Linked DNA regions of Pan troglodytes: region 2 is linked to region 1. The links are chromatin contacts, called in public HiChIP or PLAC-seq maps. All regions are on one chromosome and are shown on one strand. The core of a region is the stretch at or near the end of the contact, and the rest is flanking DNA. Distances in the headings are between cores, read along the strand shown. Region 1 holds the start of ARID2 (AT-rich interaction domain 2). Region 2 holds the start of ANO6 (anoctamin 6).

Region 1 (6,470 bases), core at 1,967-4,466:
ATCCACCTGCTCTATGCTGCCCACTATAGGAAATGCAATATGGTAATAAAAAATGTAATAGAAGGTTACTTTGGTACAATCTCATAAAAAACATACTCTGACTCTACTTGGATGCTAAATGTGGTGTTTTTGCAAGAGATACAGACTGATTAGTGGCGATCAAATTTATTAACTTTAAAGGACATCAATAAGAACAGACAGGACCAGAAATTGTATCTTGGTGATCCACATGCCAGGAGTAGCGCGGCAGAGGATGGAGAGCGGAACTTAGCGATTGAGGCGCAGCCTGCAGAAAGCTGCACTTCTGCACTAGAGATTAAATAAGAGGGTCAAAATCAACATAAACTAAACCCTTTTTTAAAAAGTCATGTAAACACAAATGATTGCTGCAACTGGAAAACAACATTGAAAATAAATTATTCGTGTGATGCATATCTATTTCAACAAACCTTTCCTTAAACCTTTAACGTTACTCTTACAAGCAAATACCGTTAATAGCTTACTTCTGTCTTAATTTTTCTAACCACAGGAAAATTGAAATATAAGTAATCTGATAAACATCAAGTTTTACGTTGATGCTTTTGACCACAGGGTATATACAGTGTTAAGAATTTAAATTCTATCCATCAGATATACTTTAGGACTCCATTTTGAAGATAGCCTCTTCTACAGAAAAGAAATTTTTAAAAGTCAATTCTCCAGTTTCTCATCACATCTTAATTTTTTATAAAAGGCTTTTAAACACTAGTATCACTCCAAGTCTTTAGCCTTTGATACTTGCTCTGAAAACACACTATTGTATATGTTTGCGTATGTACACACACACACACACACAAATAACAGTGACTTAAAAGTGGCAACCGCCTCTTGAAAAGTAAAAATATGTCATCCCTCCATTCTGCCCTTAAATGAGAAATAAAGACAATAGATTTGCCCACTGCAGACTGGGATACCAGAAAAGACGTTCTAAGTCTCGCCTGAGACAATATTAACCTGCTATCTTAAGTCCCAACTTGGATGACTTAAATTTCAGTGTACGTGCCTCCGTTCCCACTCTTGCCCCATCAGCTCCATCAGCATCGTCATCCCCGGCTCGGATCCCGGCCGCGACCCGCCAGGGCCGCCGGAGTCCGCGAATACCGCCCGCTCCCGGCAACGAAGCTCCCCGGCTCCCGGCCGACCGCGAGTTCCTGGAGCAGTAGCCTCCAAGGTTCCCAAAGCCCACGATTCAGGCGATCGGTGCCGACCGGGCCGTGGACTGTGGCATTTTAAAACTACAGAATTCTCACTGCACGACTGGCGCGGCCGAGGTGGCCCAGGAGACCCTCCAAGAGATTCTGGTCAGCTGCCGGGAGCGTGGAAGAGCAACCAAAACCATCAAGGCGCCGCGCCAAGTCCCCGGAGCAGTCACCTCAGCTTTCCGTTCTCCCTCTAGTTACAATTACTCCACAGGCTTCTGGCGCTTCCTTCGAGAAAATGAAAAACTAAAAACGCGTAGAGGTGGTAGAAGTCGTTGGCATTTTCCGTTTAATGTGATCCCCCAGGCTCCATCCCTTAAGTGGGGTTTCCAAACTCGAATGCATCCTCAGCAGAGGTTTTCCATGTTGACAGATCTCTCGCCTCCCACAAAATGGGGCCGGGGAGGCGGCCGCGGTCTCCTCTATGGGCGCCGCCATTTTGTGAGGCGGCGGCGGCGCGGCGGCAGGAGCCCGGGGTGTGTATAATGGTTGAATAGAATGACCCCCTCCAGGGAATCCCCGGCACTGACGGTTACGTAAGGGGCTGTGCGCAAGTGCGGCGTTTAGGGAATCCGCACAGCCCGGGCCACGCAGCTCCGAGGCCCACATCTCCACTCCCCCTAAGAGGACCGATGGGGAAAGGGACAGCTGACCGGGTCTTCCTCGCAGCAGCCTCACCCCTAGTCTCCCGCGGCCGCCGAGCTTCTCCACCTCCCCGGGCCGGGTCTCCGCCCCTCACAGGCTTCCGAGACACTCACTGGCCCTGGGTTGTCAGGAACTTCCTAGCCACAACCTTATTCCGACCCCACTTAAGAGACAAACTTTAGTTGGGAAATAAGTCCGTTTCCTAGAGTGAGCACCGGAAGCACGCTGCACTATATTACATAATTTTTCACCTCCAAAGCAATGTTCCCATTGGAACGACTACCTGAAATAACCCATCCAGACCCCTACTACCCTGTGACCTTGGGTTAGGCAGTGACTTTGCCCGTGGTGGCCGTCACTAAAATGGGAATAATAATACGTTTCACGTACTGTAATCTTAATTAACATTTGTAGCAAAGAGCCGGCTCCAACACCCCTCGTAAATGCAAATTTAGGTGGTAGTATTTGTTGAGATGTTTTGACTCATTTAAGCAAAGAGTTTTTTTAACCTTCAAAATATTTTAAACGAGGATTACATTTAAGACATTTGAAAGCAAAGAAAAACGTTTTATTCGATATTTATTTTAAACGCAGCAATCTTGAAGAGACCTTACTATAAAAATGTAACGTTAATTATTATTGTCGAAGTTCGATAGATTGCTTCCCAACCAGTTTAGTTAGTTTGCATAACTTTGCTCATAGAATACTCCAGTTTGATATGTGAAGCCAACCAGCGGCAAGATGAATTAAGAGCATTACTCTATTTCCACAGAACTAGGACAGACAGTTCACATTGTATTTATCGTATAGTTTGCTAAAGTTAGCGTGTGGATAATTCATAGAAAATGTGCTAACCAGGCCCCAAAATACTAGCATACGGCTCATAAAAGCCGATTCCTTTAGATTTTACAAAAACAGAAGGTAACAAATTGACTTTATTCCGATCTGTGAATGTTGCGTAGCGTGAGGAGCTACCCCGGTGAGCTTCCTTTCCCTTCAGAGCGCCACACCGGTTCTGTCGGGCGGGCGGGGACTCCGAGGCGGCCCTTCCAACAGCCGGGCCGGGGACGCGAACATCGCCTCCACCCCTAACCCTGGAACAACCGGTAGTGGCCGTTTCCCCGCACCGCCCCCCTTTCCGCCGGCTTTGTGTGCGTGTGAAATGTGCGGCACATTGCAGACGAACCCTAAGCCCGGCGAGTCGAGTCTATTGTTCCCCGCGAGGATCTGCCGGGGCGGTGTGGAGCCAGGCGCAGTGCCGCGGCCAGCCCTCGGGGGTCGCTGTGTGACACTGGCTGCCAGGCCGTGGCGGCGGCAGAGAGGGAGGCTGGCGGGGAGGGAAGCAGGCGGGCGGCGCGCAGCGGCTCAGCTGCCGCTGGTGCTTCTGCCCGGGGACGCCCTGGCCTCCGCGGCCGAGGCCGCGCGTGAATGTGTGCGAGGGCCCCGCGGAGCCGGGGCCGAAATACACGCTGTCACCGCGCTTTCCACAAACCACCACACAGACCTCCCCCTCCCCACCCCCAGCCCCGCCTGCCCTAGCCCCGCCGCCGCCGCCGCCGCCGCCGAAACTCTTGGGCCTCTGGCCGCCCAGACCCCTCACCATCGGCTCGCCTTGCCCATCGCCCGCTCGCGCGCCCCCGGCAGCAGCACCATGTTGAATCGCGTCCCCGGGCTGAGCTGCCTCAGCCGGCGGCGCTGAGAGGCGGGCGAGAGCCGGGCCACGGGGAGGGAGGGAAGGAAGGGGTGGGGGCCGCGCTCGCCCCGCGGCTTCGCGCGGATCCGGCAGTCGCCTGCCCTTCTAGTTTCGCTCCGATTTCTTTAAACTTTTTTAGAAATTCCCCTCCCTCCTTCCCTCCTCTCCCCCTGGCCTCCTGCTCCCTCCTTCCCCTCCTCCTCCTCCTCCCCCTCCCTCCCTCCCTCCCTGCGCCGCCGCCGCCGCCGCCGCCGCCGCCGCCACCGCCGGCCCATGACTGAGCCCCGCCGCCGCCGGCCGAGGAATGGGCTCCGGGCTCTGGTAGGAAGCGCTGGGAGCGGGGGGCGCTTTTAAAACACCGATCTGGGTTTTTTAAAAACCTCCTTTGAAAAAATAATGGCAAACTCGACGGGGAAGGCGCCTCCGGACGAGCGGAGAAAGGGACTCGCTTTCCTGGACGAGCTGCGGCAGTTCCACCACAGCAGAGGGTGAGAGCAGAACCGGGGGGGCAGCGCCGGGGCGAGCCGGGGCGAACGGGGCTCTCCCGCCCGGGCCGGGCACGGGGTCCCGGCTGACAAGTGCGGGGCTTTCTCTCTCCCGCAGGTCGCCTTTTAAAAAAATCCCTGCGGTGGGTGGGAAGGAGCTGGATCTTCACGGTCTCTACACCAGAGTCACTACTTTAGGCGGATTCGCGAAGGTGAGTGGAAGTTTTAATTTGTATTTCCCTCTCGCTGGCCTCCTCCAAAAAGTCTCCTTTGACCCCGGAGTGGGCGCTTGGGGCTGGGGGGGTGGCCCGCGGGGGCAAAAGGCGTTCTTTTCGCTCCCAGCCGGTGGCACGGAGGCGGACGGCGGCGGGGCTGTTTTTGGCCTGGTGGCTCGCGTGCGCGCGGCGGGCGCGGGGCTCCGGCGGGCGGGCGGCCCGGCGCCGGCTCGCGCCCTGCCCGGTGCCCGGTCGGGCCGGCGGGGTCTGAGCGCCGCGGCGGGGAGTGCGGGCGTGCGGGGCGCCAGCCTGAGCCCCGCGCCCGCCCCGCTCCCGCGCCGCCCGCCCGCTCGCTCGCGAGTCAGCTCTGCCGCCGCTGCCGCTCTAGCACAGGCGGAGACACAGAGACACACAGACTCTGAGAGCAGTTTTCGTGCAACTCAAAATTAGCGCGGGCAGGTTTAACATCGATAATCGGCTGCGAAATGATCCCGGCAGCCGGGGGCACAGCCTCGGCCCCGTCGCCCTCGGTTTATACAGCTAACAAAAGAAACCAGGACCTGTCTCCAAATAGCCATCTTAGGCTTCAAGGCTAGGCAGAAGCTGTAGGCCTCAAAGAAGGGCCTATGGAGATGGATAGATCTGGGAGAGGGATCGGAATCGGCCCCAGCCCCGGCCCCCCCACCAACCCGCGGACGTCGCTGTCCGGAACTGTATTGATCCTTTTGAACTTTTTTTTTTTTTTTTTTTTTTTTTTTTTTTTTTTAGTGTAAACGGACCGCGTTGAGATTTAAAAGGGGGCGACAGAGGGACTTGCGATTGGTTATTGTCCGGGCTTCAAAAACAAAACAAACCCACCAAACCCCCCCCCCCCCACCCCCAAACAAAACAAGTGGTATTAAATACAGGGCTCTCTGGTGAAAACACAGTGATTCAAGAAGCCCTTGCTTAGTAACTCTTACCGATCGATCCGAAACACCCACTGATGCCTTAGGTATCTACAGATCTCTGTAGAATGGGTATTTATTTCATAGTTAGGTTAAGATTTTCTTAGATTGTTCACGTTCAGACAACTGTGCCTGTGTTTTACCAGGTTTCTGAGAAGAATCAGTGGGGAGAAATTGTTGAAGAGTTCAACTTTCCCAGAAGTTGTTCTAACGCTGCCTTTGCTTTAAAACAGTATTACTTGCGGTGAGTAGTAGTGACTTTTCCATAGTATTTGGAAATAAGGGACTTATGGAGAGATTTGTTTTTAGCAAAAACAAAAGCAAACCTTGCACACCAAACAGTTCTTAAGCTCTTGTTCATTTCAGACTGAGACACATTTAATATAAATAAAGTGAGATTGTAGGAAGGTGAAAGTCTTCCTCACCAATTTCAGGATCGTTTACATTTTTCATACAAAATCGTTACAGGTGACACCCCAGCCCCAATCTTGGTAAACATTCTTTTGTGACATTGTTATTGATCGCTTGATACCCACTGAGGGGCAGAAAGGTGATGCTTAGTAAAAGACTTAAGATAGTTAAGGAAACTTTGTAACCTTTGGGAAAATTTTTTTCTTTGTTTTGGAAACTCCTTTAGTTTAAAAAATTCTGGCTTTAAGAATTTTTTTTTTTTAATGAAACTTCTTGTTTGGAACAGTGTCATTGAATAGGTTTTTCAGTAGAATATTCCTACATGGCATAACATGTTGGTGACTTAGGTGACCAGGATTGTTTTGATAATTACTTTTTGTTGAATTTCCAGTGACTTAAAAACGTTCGAAAGGATTATTATATCTTTAGCAAAATGGGGATACTATGAAATGGGATACTATAATCTGGATTTTCTTTCATTCTCCCTCTTCTTTTTTGACTGCTTATTCGGCAAAGTTTAATTTCTTATTCACTTGGTATGTGATACAGTCTAGATGATATATTTTGTGATTTAGCGTTTTTTTTTTTTGCCTCTAGTTTTTCTTCTAGGAATACTTTCATATTGTAATTTATCATGAGGCTGTGTTTTATTTTTAAAGTACTTATCTTAGAGGATCCTAAGTTAGTTGGTGTTATTAAAAACTAAAATGATATTCTTTGTATTTATTGCTTTTTAATAGTGATATTACAGGCCTTTTTTTGTAAGGTGGCTTCTGCATAATTTAAGTTTTGCATTTATTATTGCTTCAGATGCACTCAGTTATTGTGTATTACGT
Region 2 (6,470 bases), core at 2,149-4,648, 520 kb before region 1:
CTGGTATGTTCACCGCAGCACTATTCACAACAGCAAAGACATGGAATCAACCAAGACCCTCATCAATGGTGGACTAGATAAAGAAAATGTGATATATACATATATATACCATGAAATACCATGCAGCCATAGAAAAGAACCAAATCATGTCCTTTACAGCAACATGGATGCACCTGGAGGCCATTATCCTAAGCAGATTAATGCAGGGACAGAAAAACCAAATACTGCACATTACCACTTGTAAGTAGGAACCAAACATTTAATATACATGGATACAAAGATGGAGACAATAGACACTGGAGACTGCTTAAGCGGGGAGAGTGGGAGTGGGGTGGGTTGGAAAGCTATTTATTGGGTACTACGCTCAATACCTGGGTGACAGGATCATTCATACACCAAACCTCAGCAACATACAATTTACCCATAACAAAACTGCACATGTACCCCCAGAACCTAACATAAAAGTAGAAGAAGAAAAGAATTTCAGGATGGCAACCACAGAATCTTTTTTAAAGAATTATTTTAAGTTCTGGGATACATGTGCAGGATGAGCAGGTTTGTTACATAGGTAAACGTGTGCCGTGGTAGTTTGCTGCACCTACCAACTCATCACCTAGGTATTAAGCCCCACATGCATGCATTAGCTATTTATCCTGATGCCCTCCCTCCCCCCACCCCACCCCCCGACAGTGTATGTTGTTCCCCTCCCTGTATCCATGTGTTCTCTTTGTTCAGCTCCCGCTTATGAGTGAGAACATGTGGTGTTTGGTTTTCTGTTCCTGTGTTAGTTTGCTGAGGATAATGGCTTCCAGCTCCATCCATGTCCCTGCAAAGGACATGATCTCATTCCTTTTTGTGGCTGCATAGTATGGTGTATATGTACCACATTTTCTTTATCTAGTCTATCATTGATGGGCATTAACCACAGAACATTTAAATCCCAAGCGTTAGGCCCATAAGAGTGTAGGGCTCTGTGTGAATACACTGTTTGAATGCCCATCAAGCTGACCCTGCCTGGACTAGATAGTAAAGTTATAGGACTGAATGAGTTCTATAGGGAAAGATGAGAAGAAAAGAGACCCAAGACCTGAAGCTAGAAAAGCAACAACTTTTACAGGATGGGCAGAGAAAGAATATCCTGGTGGCCAAAAGTTGTATTTAATCAGATGAATGAATGAGAAAATAATTGTTCTGTGATCCCTGACTTGAAAAAGCTTTGCAAATACAAATAACCTGGCTATATATTAATATTTTATTTCACAAATTATTATTGTATGGATGATAATTCTTCAGGGTTAAATGTGTGGCTCTTACATAGGCCTATTATCCTATTTCTGAGGCATATATTGATTGCTCAACTGAAAAAAAATGCAGAAGAGAAGTGGTAGGAAATAAAATGGATTAGAGGAAAGAATGGAATTTACTAATAATAGAGTTCCCTTCTAGCAACAGTTACCTTTACATATAAGGCCAACAATGTTTCGCTGCAACATTTATCAAAGAAGAAAAATGTAAACTCTTAAAAATCTGTGAAGAATTCTAAATGACTAATTAAAACTTGTTGCAAAGTCAACTTCGATAATTTTTTAACTACAAAGTAACTTTGACCGAAGTCTTAGTCCATAAAAATGAGAACAAGGCCGGGCGCGGTGGCTCACGCCTGTAATCCCAGCACTTTGGGAGGCAGAGGCGGGCGGATCACGAGGTCGGGAGATCTAGACCATCCTGGCTAACACGGTGAAACCCCGTCCCTACTAAAAATACAAAAAATTAGCTGGGCGTGGTGGTGGGCGCCTGTAGTCCCAGCTACTCCGGAGGCTGAGGCCAGAGAATGGCGTGAACCTGGGAGGTGGAGCTTGCAGTGAGCCGAGATCTAGCCACTGCACTACAGCCTGGGTGACAGAGTGCGACTCTGTCTTAAAAAAAAAAAAAAAGAGAACATTTGGTGAAAGAACTATGGCAGGGAGTTGATGAGACTTTGAATTTTGAATTGGTGGGGGAAAAAGTGATCTGAAAAAAAAAAAATGGATTGGGACATGTCTCTGGAGGTGGTTTATGAAGAGGCTATGAGCACTGATTCTGAAACAAGCTGTTGAGGTTTCAATCCTGGCTCCACTATTTATTCCCTGTGTGATTTTGGACAAGTTGCTCAAGTTGCCTCACACCTGAAGAAAAATGATAACACTTTCTAGGGTTGTTATGAGGGTTGAATGACTGGATGCTTATAAAACATGTAAAACTTTTCCTAGCACATAAAAAGTACTACACAAAAATTTGTTAAAAGAAAATTGTAAAAATTGATCATGTAACCAAAACACTTTTGAAGTTTCTACTTTTAGTGAGTTTCACAAGCTCAGGGGAGAGTGTTCAGTGAAAGGAAACAATCTCTTCTCATCTTTCTTCTCCCATCATTTTTTTCTCCTATCTTCAGAGTACTGTATTGTTGTCTCTTTATACTAAAAACAATTCTGTTTATTCAAAAAAAGTACCTCAAGAAGCAAGTATAGTGTTTCCCGGGTATTTTCTTAAAAGTAATTTCATCATGTCTTTTCATGTATATATTCATGGCTATTTTCCCACTTAAGATTGGTCCCAATGTTTTCTTTCTTTCAGAGAGAACATTAAAAATGTTAGGAAACTGAGGTGCAAGGATTGCTGGAGGCCAGGAGTTCGAAACCAGCCTGGGCAACATAGTGAGACACCCATCTCTACAAAAAATTTAAGAATAAGCCCCACATGGTGGTGTGCTCCGCTTGTAGTTCTAGTTATTGAACTCCCACCTCGGCAACAGAGCGAGACCGTCTTTAAAAAAGTATGTGGAAGAAAAAACATGCACAGTAGATTTAGTGTTATTGTGATAACCCTAGCACTTCAGTGGAAAAAATATAAACAATTTCAATGAGTAGACAATAACACATATAACCAAGATTTCAAATATACCTTCTAGCCCTTTTGAGAAGTCAAAATTGAACAACCTGAATGTACCAGCTTTTTTGAAAAAAGTTTCGTAGACACGCGATCCCCAAAACCTGCCGTTCAAACAACTCCAAGGGTCTTTAAAGTACTAAATCCCTTTGTATTTGTCCTATCGGTCCCTTTGGTTTCCAGGAAAGCATTAAAAATAAAAATAAAAACTCTCTGCCTTAATCTTATTTCACTACTTTCTTTTCTCTTATTATAGCTTTCCACATTGCTTTAGAAGAGTTTACATCTAACTCTAGTGGTCTTCGGCTTCTTCTCCCTCTTTGACACAGAGGACTAGTTTCAATTGTACAAATAGGCTGGACGCTTCAGCGATTATCTTCCGACCACTCCCTGTGTGCTCGCGCGGGCGGGGTAGGGGGCGCTTCTCCACTCTCCGCGACCTCAATGTATGCGGAAATCCTCCTGCCTTTGTGCACACGTTTATTTAGAAAATTCTCTCCACCCCCACTCCCGTCCGTCCCGCCCCTTCTTCTTTTGCTTATTCTCTGAGTTTTGCCTCTCCTCCCACCCCGACTCCACCGTAATCTTACCCTACCCGTACAGATTCCACTTTCCCACTTCGGAGCTAGAGTAATTTAAGATCCCCCCATTATTAGCTCCACGTCGCCTTTAAAAGCCATTCAAACGAGTTCGCCTTCCAGGGTTCTGCAGTTGTGCTGCAGCAGCATTTCCCTCCTCTCCAGTATCAGACGTTAAAACAAAGCAAGCCACAGTGTGTGTCCACAGACGACCTTGGAACGAAAAGCTGCCCTGCTTGGGATCAATGCTTAGGGAACCCAGTCCACTCCCGCACTCACGTGTTCCCGCCTTGCCCTCCAGCTAGTTCCCCCGCGCGCAGGATCGCACTACTCCCTCTGCAGTCTCGCCTGCCGACTTCCTTCTGCGCGCCTCGTAAAACCGGGAAGTTCAATCATTCCGCAGCGAGCCGCGGCGGCCGCACTGGGCATGCTCAGTCTCCGGGCTCTGCTCGGCAGGCGAGAGGCGTCCTCCGGCTCTGGGCTCCGGTCGGTGGGTGCCTCGGCTCGGCTTTCCCCGGCGCTGGCTGGGCACAGCGGCCCCTGAGCCCAAGCGACACACGCCCCGCGGTCCCCGATCCGGCCCCTGGGAGAGCCGCGCCGTTCTGGAACCCGGGAGCCCCCAACTTCGCGCCAAGTTCGGAGCCGCCTTCTGAGGGAGACATGAAAAAGATGAGCAGGAATGTTTTGCTACAAATGGAGGAGGAGGACGACGACGACGATGGGGATATCGGTGAGCGAGGGGTCCCCGCGTCCCCACCCGAGAGCCCGAGCCGACGCGGGAAGAAGTTCGGGGACTGCGCGGGGGCGCTGTGCTCTCCGCGGGGGAGGTTGGCCGAGACGCTCGGCCGCTCCGGGCAGGGGAGGAAGCCCGCTGTCCCCGGCTGCTTGCAGACTGAGGCCCCGGTGCGGCCCCGGCGGGGCGGAGGCGCGGGGCGCGTGGTGGCCCCGAGGACAGGCTCCTGACGGGCGGGGGATGCTGCCCCTGAAAAGCCTGGCAGCTGCGGGGACGCCTCTGCGTGCGGAAGTCTCCACTCAGAAGCAACTTTGGGGTCACTTCCCCGAGTCGCACAGTGCTAGGGTTGCCGAGGAGCCTGGGCACTGGGGCGAGCCCCCTGGGCGGGGTCCGGGGAGCAGGCCCGCATTTGGAGGACAGGGTGTGACCCATCTGAATCCTCGTTAAAGTAAAAGCCGACCGATGGCTCTGGGAGGTTTGAGGCCTGGCGGGGCGGCCCCGGGAAGTGATTTGTGGCCGCTAGGCGCGCGCTGGAAACCCTTTCCCATCTGCGGAGCCCACCGGAGCTGTGATCGGAGGAGGAGTTCCCCCAGGCAGGGTGGACCGCAGGGCCTTTTTCACTCGTCCTGAGGGGCCCTGGGGCTTGGGGAGCAAACCTGGGGTGACCCATTTCTAGTTAGAGTTAAAAATGCATGGAAGTGACAAGACGAACCGAGGGAGAGCTGTTTTAAGAGCAAAAATGAAAAAAAGGGCAAACAAAAGGGATGAGAGGAGGTGAGGAAGGGGAAAGGAATGAGAGGACTAGAGAGAAAATCAGGTCCCTAAAGAGAACACTGTCGGGGGATGATGATATAATGTGTCCCTCCAGAAGACTCTAATTAAATTACCAAGCCAGTCTGTTGTGGCGACTCGGCTTAGTCTCCTGGATGCCAAATCAATTTTAAAGCAGAACATCCTGCTGATGTTCTAAAGCCCTGTTGTTATCTAATAACTTTAAAAGTAACTTAATTTTAGGAATTGGGTGTGGTTTTTATTTCTGTTACATTTTGGGCACGGAATATTTCGATCAAAAAAATTTGGTAACTTCTTGGTTGTCCAGGGACAAATCGAATAGAGGAGATTACACTCCATGATTTAGTTTCACATTTCATTCATTCATTTAAGAACAATTTACTAGTTATTCATCTTTAAGGAGAGAGCAAATAGTAGTAGTTTTTATAGGAGAGAAAACTGAAGCGCACAGGTTGGTCTGCCCAGCTTCTCACACTTTCAAACCCAGGTTTTCTGACTTGTAAAACCAGTGAAGATTGATGCTCTTACCACTGGGTCACTCTGGCTGTTACTACTGTTTAGCAAGATTAAGTAGTACCTGATGATTACATAAAAATATAGGAGTGAAATTTAAAAAGTTACAATAAAATTGGCACAGTCTGTTTCCCAGGAAAGTATTATTGTCTTTTATGGTGAGCTGCACTGTTTATAATGAGTATTGTAAGTAAATAAGGGCAGAAGCTCACATGGGAACTGAAGTAAGCAAGAGGCTCTGAGCTTTGTTTTACTGTGCCAGCAGTAGATCTCAGTTTAGAAAGTAATTTGGTCTAGTCTGTGTTTACCTATTGAGGCATCGTATAAATTCATCTTAAGCGTGTGGCATTTATTTTTAATGACATGTCATTCATGCTAGTTTTGTCCAGTCAAACAGTGTAGATAGACTTAAGAAAAAGTTAAATATCTCTACTCCTCCCCACCCTCTAGAAACTACTAATACTAATACTTTAGTGTTAATATTAGTAGGGCATTTCCCACTATTCCTGTGGGGCCCTGGGGTCTCTACTGTAGGGGTCATCTCAACGTATTTTATGTCAAGCAGCAGGTACCATTTAAACAGGTCTTGGCAATATTTTTTTCTTCTCAGTGAATGAAAAGATATGCTGATGTTCTAACACCCAGTATCTATGAATGTGATTTCTGTTCCTTTCTCTTTTTTTTTTTTTTTTGAGATAGGGTCTCGCTCTGTCATTTAGGCTAGAGTGCAGTGATGTGAATGGCTTATTACAGCCTCGACCTACGGGGCTCAAGCGATCCTCCCACTTAAGCCTCCCAAGTAGCTGGGACTTTAGGCACCACCATATCCACCTAGTTGGTTGTTTTTTTGGAAGTACAAATTTAATGTGGGTTGTAGTGATTTTATATCAGAAAATACTTAACTATGCCAATGTTAAGTTTATGCCTTT

What was found. HiChIP or PLAC-seq counts read pairs in DNA pulled down with a chosen protein or histone mark.
Region 2: a contact with region 1 is called in an H3K4me3 HiChIP or PLAC-seq map of stem cell-derived excitatory neurons, with 14 times the contacts expected there. The contact joins the promoter of ANO6 here to the promoter of ARID2 in region 1. A contact is called at or near these places in 1 of 7 Hi-C or Micro-C datasets (stem cell-derived neural progenitor cells) and 1 of 1 datasets of contacts at active chromatin or transcription factors (stem cell-derived excitatory neurons).

Annotation. Positions count from the first base shown.
Region 1 is chr10:50,119,521-50,125,990 of NHGRI_mPanTro3-v2.0_pri, reverse strand. ARID2 (AT-rich interaction domain 2) reads left to right here and starts at 3,216. Exons shown (of 22, transcript XM_063786745.1): 1 at 3,216-4,064; 2 at 4,180-4,273; 3 at 5,370-5,467. The coding sequence starts at 3,973.
Region 2 is chr10:50,636,652-50,643,121 of NHGRI_mPanTro3-v2.0_pri, reverse strand. ANO6 (anoctamin 6) reads left to right here and starts at 3,398. Exons shown (of 20, transcript XM_509014.8): 1 at 3,398-4,233. The coding sequence starts at 4,164. It overlaps LOC134807570 (a long non-coding RNA gene), which reads right to left and starts at 3,884. Exons shown (of 5, transcript XR_010148327.1): 1 at 3,783-3,884.